Linked DNA regions of Mus musculus: region 1 is linked to region 2. The links are chromatin contacts, called in public HiChIP or PLAC-seq maps. All regions are on one chromosome and are shown on one strand. Each heading gives the region's core, a stretch centred on a gene start, on an enhancer-like site or on the middle of the called end of the contact. The rest is flanking DNA. Distances are from core to core; before and after follow the strand shown. Region 1 overlaps Gm41534 (a long non-coding RNA gene). Region 2 has its middle 82 kb from the start of Gm41533.

The links. HiChIP or PLAC-seq counts read pairs in DNA pulled down with a chosen protein or histone mark.
Region 1: an H3K4me3 HiChIP or PLAC-seq map of embryonic basal ganglia shows a contact between it and region 2, with 3 times the contacts expected there. The contact joins two enhancer-like sites.

Annotation. Positions count from the first base shown.
Region 1 is chr17:16,441,473-16,447,777 of GRCm38.p6, forward strand. All of the region lies in intron 2 of Gm41534 (a long non-coding RNA gene), which reads left to right. Among named protein-coding and RNA genes, the nearest start is that of Gm41534, 210 kb to the left of the region's middle. Within about 2 kb of position 3,244, at least 10 of the 459 cell types and tissues checked have an H3K27ac peak or open chromatin away from gene starts, as enhancers often do. A contact at or near this core is called in embryonic basal ganglia, where this site is marked.
Region 2 is chr17:15,987,126-15,993,619 of GRCm38.p6, forward strand. No RefSeq gene overlaps it. Among named protein-coding and RNA genes, the nearest start is that of Gm41533, 82 kb to the left of the region's middle. Within about 2 kb of position 3,381, at least 41 of the 459 cell types and tissues checked have an H3K27ac peak or open chromatin away from gene starts, as enhancers often do. A contact at or near this core is called in embryonic basal ganglia, where this site is marked.

The sequences.
Region 1 (6,305 bases), core at 1,994-4,493, 450 kb after region 2:
TCAATGATAGATAACACACATTTTTTATGTGATATACATAACAAATTTCCCACACATCTTATTTTTTCTTTTAAAATTAGCATCAGAATTCCAGAATAGGTTTCTTTCTCATGGCTACCATTTTCTGCTAGTCTTTAATACACTAAGTATTTGGTTTCTCTCTTTTTATTTTGTTTGTTTTTATGTTTGTTTTTGTCAGGATGTCTATATATTAGAAAATAACAGTAAGAATAGGAAAGTTTTTATTATAGTGTAATCTTCTGGGAGTGACCGGTGAACCTTTCAGGACTCCTGGAGCAAGTACACTATCCAGAATGACACCATTGTCATGGGCACCTATACACTTGTTAGAGCCCATATTGTATTCAACATAAAGAAGAATCCCTAATGTAAACTATGGGTTTAGACACAAAGATCTATTTTGGGACTATCCATCCATGAGTGAGACTCACCTACAGAGATCTATGAATCATAGCCACCCACCCAAGGTCAAGGCCTAACACTGGACAAGAAGAGGACATGTGCATGGACAGGACCAATAAGAACAGATTTGCCAATCATTCTCAAATTATACCCTGTGGCATTAGAACAAATGAAACATTCTTGCCTTGAGATATAACAATCTTGGTGAATAATTTAAATTTTGCAATAAAATTAGTGCAAGCTAAAATTATATATACAAACATTTAGATAAAGTAAGTTGTATACATGCTAGAATCCTTCTGAGTTTAGAATCTCAGTTTTTCAAATAGAAGGAGGAAAAATAAAGAAAATAATAACAGTGATGTCTGAAAAATCTACAAATATCATTACCCAAAAACCATGTAATGTACTTAATTCTATGCATTAAAAAATAAAATCACATAGTTTAAATGAATTTTCTCATCTGGGAGAGAGTGGGTACTCAAATAGCCCTAGACCATATAAAATAAAAACCAGAATACTAGAAGTGAGAAGCCCTCTTTTGAGTTGTTGGCCATGGCTGTCCAAGGGACTCTAAAAACTATTCTTGGGAGGAATGAAGTATCCATGCCTTGATCTTCCTTCTTGATTTTCTTGTGTTTTGGAAGTTGTATCTTGGGTATTCTAGGTTTCATTCCTCCCAAGAATAGTGAATAAAATATGCATGGAAGGAGTTGCAGAGACAAAGTTTGGTGCTAAGACGAAAGGATGGACCATCCAGAGACTGCCGCACCCAGGGGTCCATCCCATAATCAGCCACCAAATGCAGACACTATTGCATACGCCAGCAAGATTTTGCTGAAAGGACCCTGATATAGCTGTCTCATGTGAGGCTTTGCCAGTTCCTGGCAAAAACAGAAGTGGATGCTCACAGTCATCTATAGGATGGAACACAGGACCCCTATTGTAGGAGCTAGAGAAAGTACCCAAGAGCTGAAGGGGTCTGCAACCCTATAGGTTGAACAACAATATGAACTAATCAGTACCCCCCAGAACTCGTGTCTCTAGCTGCATATGTAGCAGAAGATGGCCCAATTGGCCAGCATTGGGAAGAGAGGACCCTTGGTCTAGCAAACTTTATATGCCCCAGTACAGGGGAAAGCCAGGGCCAAGAAGTAGGAGTGAGTAGATAGGGGAACAGGGTGGGGGGAGGGTATAGGGGACTTTTGGGATAGCATTTGAGATGTAAATGAATAAAATATCCAATTAAAAATAAAGAAAAAAAAAAGAGACACTAAAAACATATAGCCTCTTGCCATTGCCTTTGGTTTTCAGATCATTCCCTAATAGTGAAGACACCATCCATTTCAGGTGTTCTCATGGCCCAGAGACCCCAGATCTGTAATTGATATGGACACACTTCTCTGAAGGCTGGCTTTCATGGTAGCAGAAGGGACCATGCAACCTTTTAATGGAGGATCAACAATCCAACACAGGTATGACACCTATGAATCACATCAAAGACAATGTGGTATAATTACTCTGGGATTACATACCTGTCTGGTAACCAACAGCTCTCTAATTAGACTTAAGACCTGATTAAGAACAAGAAAATTATTCCTGGTATTGGAAACTTAGCTAAATACTCCGTGATAGTGAAGTAATGGTTATTGGAAGAGAATCTACAATTACTAATTTACTAAACAATCATAATGTCAAACAATAACCCATAAACATTTGTCCTTACAATCACAGAAAAGTATAATCTTTACTTCTCATCAAGGAAACTTCTCTTTGAAACAGAAGACCACTGCAACCAATCAAAATGCAGAGTTGTGGACCACTGTGGAAGATGGAACAGAAAGATTTTAAAAGTCAATTATTTGCATCTCTTATTACTATCAGAAGATACACCAATTAAATTCTCACCGTTACTGTTCATATGTCATAAGAACAAGACAAGAACAAGAGACTTGTCAAATTGGTTGAGCGGAATCCATGAGGCCTCAACCATACACAGAGAACTATAGGCAAGTGAGAAAATCTGGAAATGGGAAGAGGTGGCCTTCTACAGAGAAAAGCACAGCACTGATTATCAAGTGCCAAATGATCAACCCTAAATACATACTTGCAGTCCATTTTATGATCTGAACACGTTATATTTAGAAATATAAGTGGATATACATATATGCAATAACAATTAGTGAATAAAAGGCTATAAATTTGAAGAAGAGCATGGGAGTATGTAGGAGGACTTAGAGGGAGGAACAGAAAGAGAAAATGTTGTGATGAAATAATAATCAAAAAGTAGATGAAAGTGAAAATATTATTAGGACTTTGTGAGACTGTTTTCATTGTCATGTAATTGAAAAATACTTAGCTTAAAATCATTTTTCTGTAAGTAAATTCCATGAGAAATCTCAAAATAAAGAAATGAAGGAAGGAAGGAAGGAAGGAAGGAAGGAAGGAAGGGAGGAAGGGAGGAAGGGAGGAAGGGAGGAAGGAAGGAAAGGAGGAAGGGAGGAAGGGAGGGAGGGAGGGAGGGAGGGAGGGAGGGAGGGAGGGAGGAAGGGAGGAAGGGAGGAAGGGAGGAAGGAAGGAAGGAAGGAAGGAAGGAAGGAAGATAAAAGGAAGGACCGAAGAAATCAAGGGAGGAAGGAAGAATAGCAGTTTTTCCAGATGTGACTGATCTGTATCCTTAACATCTCACTAATACACCGACCTCTCAAAGCCTTCCTTCAGCATCCAGGGGTTACCTCAGAGCTCTTGCACAGGCACACTCTGATCTGGTTATCTGTTAGAAGTGCTGACTGCAAGGCTCTAATGAAGGGAAATCTGTTTTGACATAATCAGTTCTGTTGGATGTGTTGTTAGAAACCATGCAATAAGCCAGCTGCACACAATACCGCTAATTCCCGCTGATTGGTCTTTGCCAGCTTGTCACAACCCTGAATACCAGCTTTTGAAGAAGCACAGACCCAGGGCAATGAATGCTGCCAGACTTCACCTTTCTAGGGCTGTTACTCCAGGCCTTAGAAAGACAATGTAGTTAGACTGTGTTAGCCTGCCATAATGATCCAGGCCCCACATAGATAGCCTGCACAGGGAAAGGGATTAGGACAATTTCTTAGTAAAACAGAGAATGCAAAGATATTCTTGGTTTATTTTTTACTTATATTTTAAAAAGAGAGGAGCTGTGAGACTGCAATATAGATAAAAAAAATACCAGGAGATTAATAAACTTCCAGTTTGGGTTTACCAATGTCCTTTATGTTTCATATGTTTTCAAATTTCCTCTGAGTTTGTAGTCTTAACTCCCTTTTCATTGTTTAACTAAAAAGTGTTTTGTTAACTTGCTAGGTTGTGACTGTTCAGAAGGTTGGCATGCTAGCATTTGATATAAGTGAAATAACTTGATGGAATGTAACCAGATCATATTTTTAAAGTTTTATTATTAACATTTACAACAAGTATTATAAACATACTTTATCATAGACATTTTAGAAAATAAGTATGAATGTATGTATTCCTCAAAAAGTATATAAATGTGTCAGTAGACTTTCTGGATGCATATCTATAGACAGGTCTGAGATATACAACAGGAACATGAAAAATACTACATTACCATCTCTCTCCTTCTGCCAATACATATTATTAGCATGGTTTAAGATCTAATGGGTTTTATACTCAGTACAGTTTTTGATTTTCAAAGGATATTATTATAGAAAACAAAACTTTATGGGAGTCACTTATGTACATGTTATATATTGTTACAGGAAATAATTTTTATATTGATGCTATCTCTTTAGCCAGCTTGAGTATATTTCATCTCAACAATGACACTACCCCTTCAGCTTGAGCCAATGTATCTAGTAGCAGCAGGAGATCCAGTTATAAACTATACTCTAAGGATCAGATTAAAATGCGGTAAAAATGCAGTTAGTTGATGCCAGTGCTGGCAGGCAATATCAGATCACAAGCTCATTTCCTGTTTTTTTTCTCAAGCTCATTAAAAAAATTATTAGATATTTTCTTGATTTACATTTCAAATGCTATCCCAAAAGTCCCCTATACCCTCCCCCAGCGCTGCTCACCTATCCACCCACTCCCACTTTTTGGCCCTGACATTCCCCTGTACTAGGGCATATAAAGTTTGCAAGACCAAGGGGCCTCTCTTCCCAATGATGGCTGACTAGGCCATCTTCTGCTACATATGCAGCTAGAGACACGAGCTCTGGGGGTACTGGTTAGTTCATATTGTTGTTCCACCTGTAGGGTTGCAGACCCCTTCAGCTCCTTGGGTACTTTCTCTAGCTCCTCCATTGGGGGCTCTATGTTCCATCCTATAGATGACTGTGAGCATCCACTTCTGTATTTGCCAGGCACTGGCATAGCCTCACATGAGACAGCTATATGAGGGTCCTTTCAGCAAAATCTTGTCAAGCTCATTTTTAAACTATTTCCAAGACTTCATTCAACTCAAGCTCATTTCACAAGGAGCTGGGATATTCTGTCTCAAAAGTAGGCTCCACATGCAGCTAATATTCTGAGTTATGAGAAAAGCTGGTGGTACTTAGATCTGAGCTATCTGCAGCAATTTGCCTCTCATGATCCCCCTTTTATGTGGCTACAAACAGTCATAATAGTATTAATTGCTCCTTCATTGACATCCTATAAAGTGTCTGTAAATGTTGCTGTTTTACCATTTCGTGTTTTAAACATGTACTTTCCTCATATAAACTTGTTTCTCCTTGGAATTCTATTATGACATCCTAGGGTATATGTGCTCAGACATTTTATACCACCAGGAATTACTCAATTACATGCACTGTAAAATGTTTCTTTTATTGAAAATACTTATTTTCCATGCAACATATTTTGATTATGGTTTCCTTCCTCTACTTCTCTCAGTTCTTACCTTCTCCCTTCCCATCTGGACTCACTCCCCTTCTCTCCTAACAAAACATAAGGCATCTAAGGGATAATAATAAAATAACATAGAATAGAAAATATAGAATATAAAACACTCTTACACTCTTTCCCTTTCCTCTTCCACAGGGTTGTCTGAGGCCTGGGGGGAAGGATTTGATGGAGACATCTTTAAGTGTGTGTGTATGTGGATTGGTGGTGGTGATGGTGGTAGTGCTATACTTGAAAAGTCTCCATTGATTTCATTCTTACTTGAAGTAAGTAGTACTCTCTTATTCAATCTTTGGCAAACATTCTGTTTTATTCAAAATTTAGATACTTCTCTATATATGAAGAAAATAGATTTTCCATGTAAAATTTAAGAACATGTCCAAAAGAAGATTTTTCAATAAAGTTAAAGCAATTTATTTTCTTTATTTATAATTGTAACATTTCTTCATTCCCTTTCCTCTCTCCAAACCCTTCCATATATCCTTTTCCACTCTTTATGTTCATGGTTTCATTTTCCACTAATTGTTATTTTGTGTGTGTGTGTGTGTGTGTGTGTGTATAAAATATAACATATATGTAACATATGTGTGTAACATATATACACACAAACACACATATATACATATATCATTATGTGTGTATATATATGTATACATACATATGTATATACAGACACACATACATAGTTACTTGTGTGTATGCATGTTTTTAGGGCTAACCATTTGGAATTGAACAAAATACTAGTAAGATCTTCTTTGGGGAAGAACTTCTCATTTCCAGCTTTTCTCAGTTGCCTACAGTTCATTGATTCGGGTTGATACCATGTAGGATTTTCCAGGTCTACTTCAGCATGTCCATTACTGCTCTTGTTATGCAGCCATGTTGGTGAGACTTTATGGGTATATCTTCTGACATTGCTAGGAGACAAAATTTCACAGAAAACTCCCAGATCTTCTGGCTCTTTATGATCTTTCTTCCTTCTC
Region 2 (6,494 bases), core at 2,131-4,630:
AACACAGAGATCATTTTCTGTGGGAAAAATTTAATGTTGAGATTTGCTAGTCCAATTGGTGGTTAGATTTTTGGCCAATGAACGGTCTATTGTGTTCATGCATGGCAAGACTCTCAATAAAATAAATGGAGTGGTTTTTGTGTTTGTACCGGCTAGTTTTGTGTCAACTTGACACAGCTGGAGTTATCGCAGAGAAAGGAGCTTGAGTTGAGGAAATGCCTCCATGAGATCCAAATGTAAGGCATTTTCTCAATTAGTGATCAAGGGGGAAAGGCCCCTGGTGGGTGGGACCATTTCTGGGCTGGTAGCCTTGGTTCTATAAGAGAGCAGGCTGAACAAGCCAGGGGAAGCAAGCCAGTAAGGAACATCCCTCCATGGCCTCTGCATCAGCTCCTGCTTCCTGACCTGCTTGAGTTCCAGTCCTGACTTCCTTTGGTGATGAACAGCAGTATGGAAGTGAAAGCCAAATAAACCTTTTCCTCCCCAATTTGCTTCTTGGTCATGATGTTTGTGCAGAAATAGAAACCCTGACTAAGACAGTGTTACAGGATGTACACTGAAAAGCATAAAGTTGTTAATTTCTCCTTTCTATTTTTGTCTCTCAAGCTCTTGAATGAGTTATTTTGATTTGGTCCCTTATGAATATATTCAATTGATTGTGAGCAGATTTGTAAAGAATTGTAAATGTGAGCTTCACCTGCTCTGTAGATCAATGATGAGTGTAGTGGTGTTGTGATTTCTTATCAGAGTGTTCATGGGCTTTACAGCTGGGCCATTTCATAGAAGAACCCGGTAAGTAACTGTTTCTTTCTTAGGAGAGTTCCAGTGGTGTGTCTTGTAAAAGTTCTGTAGAACCTTCATGCCAGAAGACTAGTTGATAGGAAGGGAGGGAAGTAAGAAGGGGGACAGTCCCCACATTTTCTATAGCTGTATGGGTCTCAAAACCACAAATGTCACTGAGACCTGAAGCCTAATCATAAGCTCTTATTTTGTGCTTTCACACACTGTGGAAAGTTCTGGAGTCCTTTGAGGCCAAAGCACTATATAAAATAGAGTATTATGTGATCTAAGGTAGGGAAGCAGTCCCAGTACAATACAAAAACAAATGGGTGTGGTGTGAACCAACACACTTTATTTATAAGAGCAGCTGGCAGACCCAATTTGGCCCTGGGGCTGAGGTTTACAGCTACTACTTACGTTCTGTGGAAGCCTGTCCCAGGATCCAGTTAAAATTCAGGTAGTTCCAGTGTGCTCACAGTGGTTGTGTGGTTCTAACCTTGGCTTAGCACAGAGATTAGTGATTGTTAATTTCAAACACTGCTATGAAACACTTGTCTACGTGTACTTTTAGAAGGATTCTGAGGCTGTTGGCTTAAGCAGCAAAGCGTGCTATAATTGATTAGTAACACCAAAAGCAGGCAAAGCTGAGAATATGGTAGCACATAGATCATGTTTTTATTTTGTTTTAGGATTTAAGTAATGACTTAAAAGGCCTCATCTTCACATAATGTTTTTCTGATTCTTTCTAGCTTGATTCTTTTCAACATCTTGACACAGATTCAACGTTGTCTAAAGGTTTGACCTAATACGGTGTCCCATTTTTTTTTTAAGTTTCAAGAATATTTCAATACCATTTTATTACTTCAAATATTAAGTCAGATGATAAAGATTTTAGGATCTATCTTAAGAAATTCGGTCATCTGATGCAGCCATGTTTTGAGAAAGGCATCAGGTGATTTGGTTGACCTGTTGCAGAGTGTTTATGGTACTTAGTAAAACAGCTGGGAGGTCACCAGGCCATAGGATTTTAAAGGAACATAATCATATGTTCTTTGTGGCACATAACAAATTTGTTCATTAGTGTATATTCATTTAACAAATACCAGGTTTTATTTATGTAAGTTACAATCATTTACATCAAGTACTATAATCACATTAACCCTTGATTACGGTGTCTTGCTCACCTTTACCCTTCTTCCATTCCCTTCTCTGTTCCTAACCATGCCATAATTTGAAATGAGATACCATTTGCATTTTGTGTATCTCTAATGTGTTCCTTTAATGCTCACTAACCTCATATTTATATCTGTGGCCTGCTTTCATCACAGACCTTCCTAATTTCTTTAGTGTATCTCTGGTAAAGGCTAGAGTCGTTTTGAAAGTCACCAGGAGGGGAAAATGTGCTGAACTAGCTGTTTCCCCACCATGTCAGCAGATGAATAAGCATTGCCTGGTGAGTTGACACACCTGGTGCATCTGCTGATGGTCATAGAGAAGAGAGGAGGGAGGGACCACCAATGTACAGAAGAGAACAGAATTTTAACTGTTTGTCTCTCCAAATTGATATGCTATTTCCCTCACTTGGAGTTCCTCGTGACTTGTACTCAAAGTTTCACAAAGTTGTAGCTGTTATCTCAGCAGCACCAGTGTGAACAGAAAGGTCCAAGAAAGGAAAATCCACGGAAGATAAATCCAAGAAAGGTAAATCCGTGGATCCTTTCAATGGGGGCTGGGCTTTAGCCTGCCAACTCATTTATTGTTCTCTGTCTTTGAAAGAGCAAATAAATGTTCAGAAATATTTTAAAGGCCATTTTGAACACTGTTGTAGATTAGAAAGGCTTTACACACCAGAAAATGGCATATGAGGAGGAAAAAGATGGGCGATAAGAGGAGGAGGGTGAGAGGTGCTTATCCCAGCCTGGCTTCAGCTGGAGTTCTGTAAATTACTAGAATTCTAGGCAGTACTTTGCATATCTGTGTGTGCTCACTGTTGTGTTTTATAAAAAAACAGGGAGAGAGGGACTATGTTTGGTGGATGTGTAGTCAGGTGTGGGGGAAGGGCGTGTCTCTGAAGGTTCATGCTGAGGCATCCTTTTCCCCAGAGGGACCAAGAAGGCAAGAGAGAGCAGAGGGGGCAAACAACATCTTTTATAGTGAGTCAGGCACACCTGGCTGTTGCCAGGTAAGGGTGGGGTTGAGCCTAGACAAAGTGCCAACACTCACAAGCGGTGCAGATTTTAGGGTGACATGCTAGTGCTCCTACTGGGTCTGTGGATTGAATTCTTATCCAGAGATTGTAATCTGAGTGATTTATATAATCGCTAAATCCAGCTAGAGGACTGAGAGAATGGAGCAAAGAAAAAATGGAGTACAGAGGAAACTATTTCATCCTTTGTTTCCCGGGGTGGCCCTTCAGGATTTAGGTTCTAGGACAAAGAGGAGCAATGGCAGCCGAGGCAGGCTTTTCTGCTAATCAATGACATCTAACTGCTACCCCCACTCTCTGTTATGAGAACAGCTGGCGCACCCTGGAGAGGTCCTGACAGTGAGGGAACAGCCCAAGGACAAGGCACAGCTGAAAGCCAGCTTGGTTGCAAATTAGAATATAATGGCAGAGCTGCTTCTGCTGAGAAGCGATTTGCATCAGAGCTCACCAACAAAGCACACGCTGTAGAGCCAGCTTTTGTGAGAAAGGGATGCCAGAAGCACTACATTTGTCAATAACATGCAAGAGTCGCTAAAGACAGAGAAGCTGAGTTGGGCTCACCTGCCACTAGGCTTGCTACACAAGAACATTCATTTTTTTTCCACTCAAAGGATATTTGTATTTAACTTTCAGTAAATGGGTAAAATTCCTCTTGACATACTTGTTAGCTGTCCCTTCTGTCCCTCCATGGAGCTGTGCTCACATCTAAATTACAGGTCTGCATAAATGCAGCGCTTAGACCTGATTTTCATTAAGTCACGTGCTTATAACCCTGCTATCTGTTTCCCCAAATGATGGAGTTGCTATGTTTTTTATGTCAATACACCAGCATCTAAGAATTCTAAGCAACTACAATACAATCTTTAAATGTTTTAAGAGATGTACAAAAGGGTGAAACCTAAGTTTGATGGTGTGAAATCCAGAAAGCAGACTCAGTGTAAACGAAAGTTTGTAATAATGGTGATGAGAGTTCTGAAAGAATGGGGGACCCTGGAAAAGAAAGCAGTTGGGTAGGGTACCATGCTAGTAGGTGATGCGTTAATAAAAAGATAAAGAGAGAAGGGGGGTTATGTTCTATGGAGGTATGGTGAGGTGGGAAGGGAGTGCCCTTCCCCCAAAGGGACCAGTCACATGATAGTATAGTACAGAGTTTATTCAGGGCATTGGGAGGGGAGTTAAGAGGGTAGTCAAGGCAGAGAAAGGTAGGGAGAAGTAGTGGAGAAGATGAGTAGAGGCCGGCCATGAGCACGTGGAGAGAGAGTGGAGAAGGAAATGGGGAGGGGGGGGGAAGGGGTAAGAGGACAGAGTCAGAGCAAGAAGGAAAGGGCAAGAGAAGAACAAGAGAGGGAAGAGGGAGCAAGCAGCCCCATTTATAAGTGGGTAAGACCTTGCCAGGTAACTGTGGGGTGGAGCTTAGACAGAATGCTAACAGTAGGACTCTCCAATAACACCAGTAAACAGCATGGAGGAGCATAATGTAGGAGTGAGTGATGGCTTGGTTATGTCCTCTTTAACAGTATATGGAGTATAGGGTACACCTACCAAATAAACAGGACCATTGCTTTGTGTGTGTACAAAGACCCACTGCAATAGCACAGTTGTGGAGCTTCGAGATGCTCTATATGCTCAGATTGTCATCTTCATTGGTGATAAGTTTTGCATAGATAGAAACTCATTCTTTTTAGAGTCTCCAGGTCTTAGCTCAACTCACAGTTGTGATAGCAAACAACATACTGCATTAAAATTCTTCATGATCAGCCTGATCCTGTCTACAGTCCTTTGTTTTTCAGTCCTGCCCTGGATTTTCTCCTGTGCTATTCTCATGAAGCTGTCCTGTAATGCTGCTTCCTTTATCCTCAGTGTAGACCCATGCACGATTCAGCACAGTGTAAGCTACACACACACATACACACACACACACACACACACACACACACACACACACACACACACACACGAGGTCTCCCCTTTTGGTTTTGAATACGAACCTTTCTTCCTTTGTAATTTAGAGCTCCTAACTGTCGCTTTCACTCTGACTCTTCCAAGGCTTTCTACAAGCCTTTTGCAAGAAGATCATATGTTTCAAAAGAGGTAACTATTTACTGCTGCTCGCCCAGGTTTCCTGCTGTGGTCAAAGTGATTTGTAAATCACTCTGAGAATGTGCTAGGTTAGTGAGGGTCTACTCTCTGACATTTCCCTCAGATTTTTCTTTGGGGTGGGGTGGGTTCACTGTTTCATCAACATTTGTGTATTGCTTGATGAAGCAGAGGTTGGGCCCCTTGATCCAGTGTTCTGATTAGGGATCCTATACTATAAGCTTTCTGTTCACTTCCTATGTCAGCAGCCATAGCCACATAGTCTCTATATGGTTAGATGGGTTTCTTTTGAGATTTCAAATCTCAACTTTTCTTTTTCTCTGGAGCATGAAAGTTAGGAGTAAGTAAGTGTCATTAAATAGTGCTAGAAAGATTTTAGTTAGTTAATTTTAGTTAGTTAAATTACAATGCTCTTTTGTTTTCTCAGATTTTAGGTGGAGAACTTAAAATCATAACATTTTCCATAACGTTTTCAAACACTTATTTTTTTGAAAGGCTTTTCAGCACATGCACTGCAAACAATAAAACTCAGTCTATGCATTATTCTATTTAGTTTTCCAATGATGTTTCAAAGGAATTTAGCCTTTAAGTCTACAGATCAGTACTCAAAGGAGATTGTCAGCTTTATACAATCTAGATCACCTGTGAAGGCAGTCTCAATGAGGGTTTGTCTAGATCAGGTTGGCCTGTGGGCGTGTGTGTGTGTGTGTGTGTGTGTGTGTGTGTGTGTGTGTGTGTAGTGGGCTACCTTGGTTAAATGAATTGAAGTGGGAAGAACCATCATGAATGTGGGCATCATTTCATGAGCTGGGTCCTGGACTCCGTAAGACGGGAACAGGCAAGCTGAGTACTAGCATGTATGGTCTCATCTCTCTGCTGGACTGCAGATGTGACTGGCCTCTTCAAGTTTCTGCCCCTTTAACTTTCTCGCAACGATATAATATGACCAGGATTGTAAGCTAAAATAAACCCTTTCATCCTAAGTTGGTTCTGTCAGGGCATTTATCATAGCTATTGGAAACGAAACAAGTATTTGATCACTATAGTAATTAAAAATAAGCCAAACTAAAAAATCTTCTGAGCTCTACTTTCAGGTTAAGGAAGACTTCATACTATTGAAAATGTGGACTTTTTCTATAAGTAAGTAAAGCCACAGCATCTTTCACCTTATTTTCTATAAAAACATGTAATAGTCCATTGAAAGGATATAAAAAAGGCAAGATTCACAATCTCTTTCTATCGGATAGGACTGTTCTATGTGTTGGAGGCTTACTAATAGCTTTACTCTTAACCCATATAAGGAAAAGAAAACTCCACAGCTCAGATAGAACTCAGACAGATCTGCTTTCAGCATGTCACTAAACCAGTGTGTAGAAACAAGTAATTAAAAGGACACAAAGCCCTTAATCAA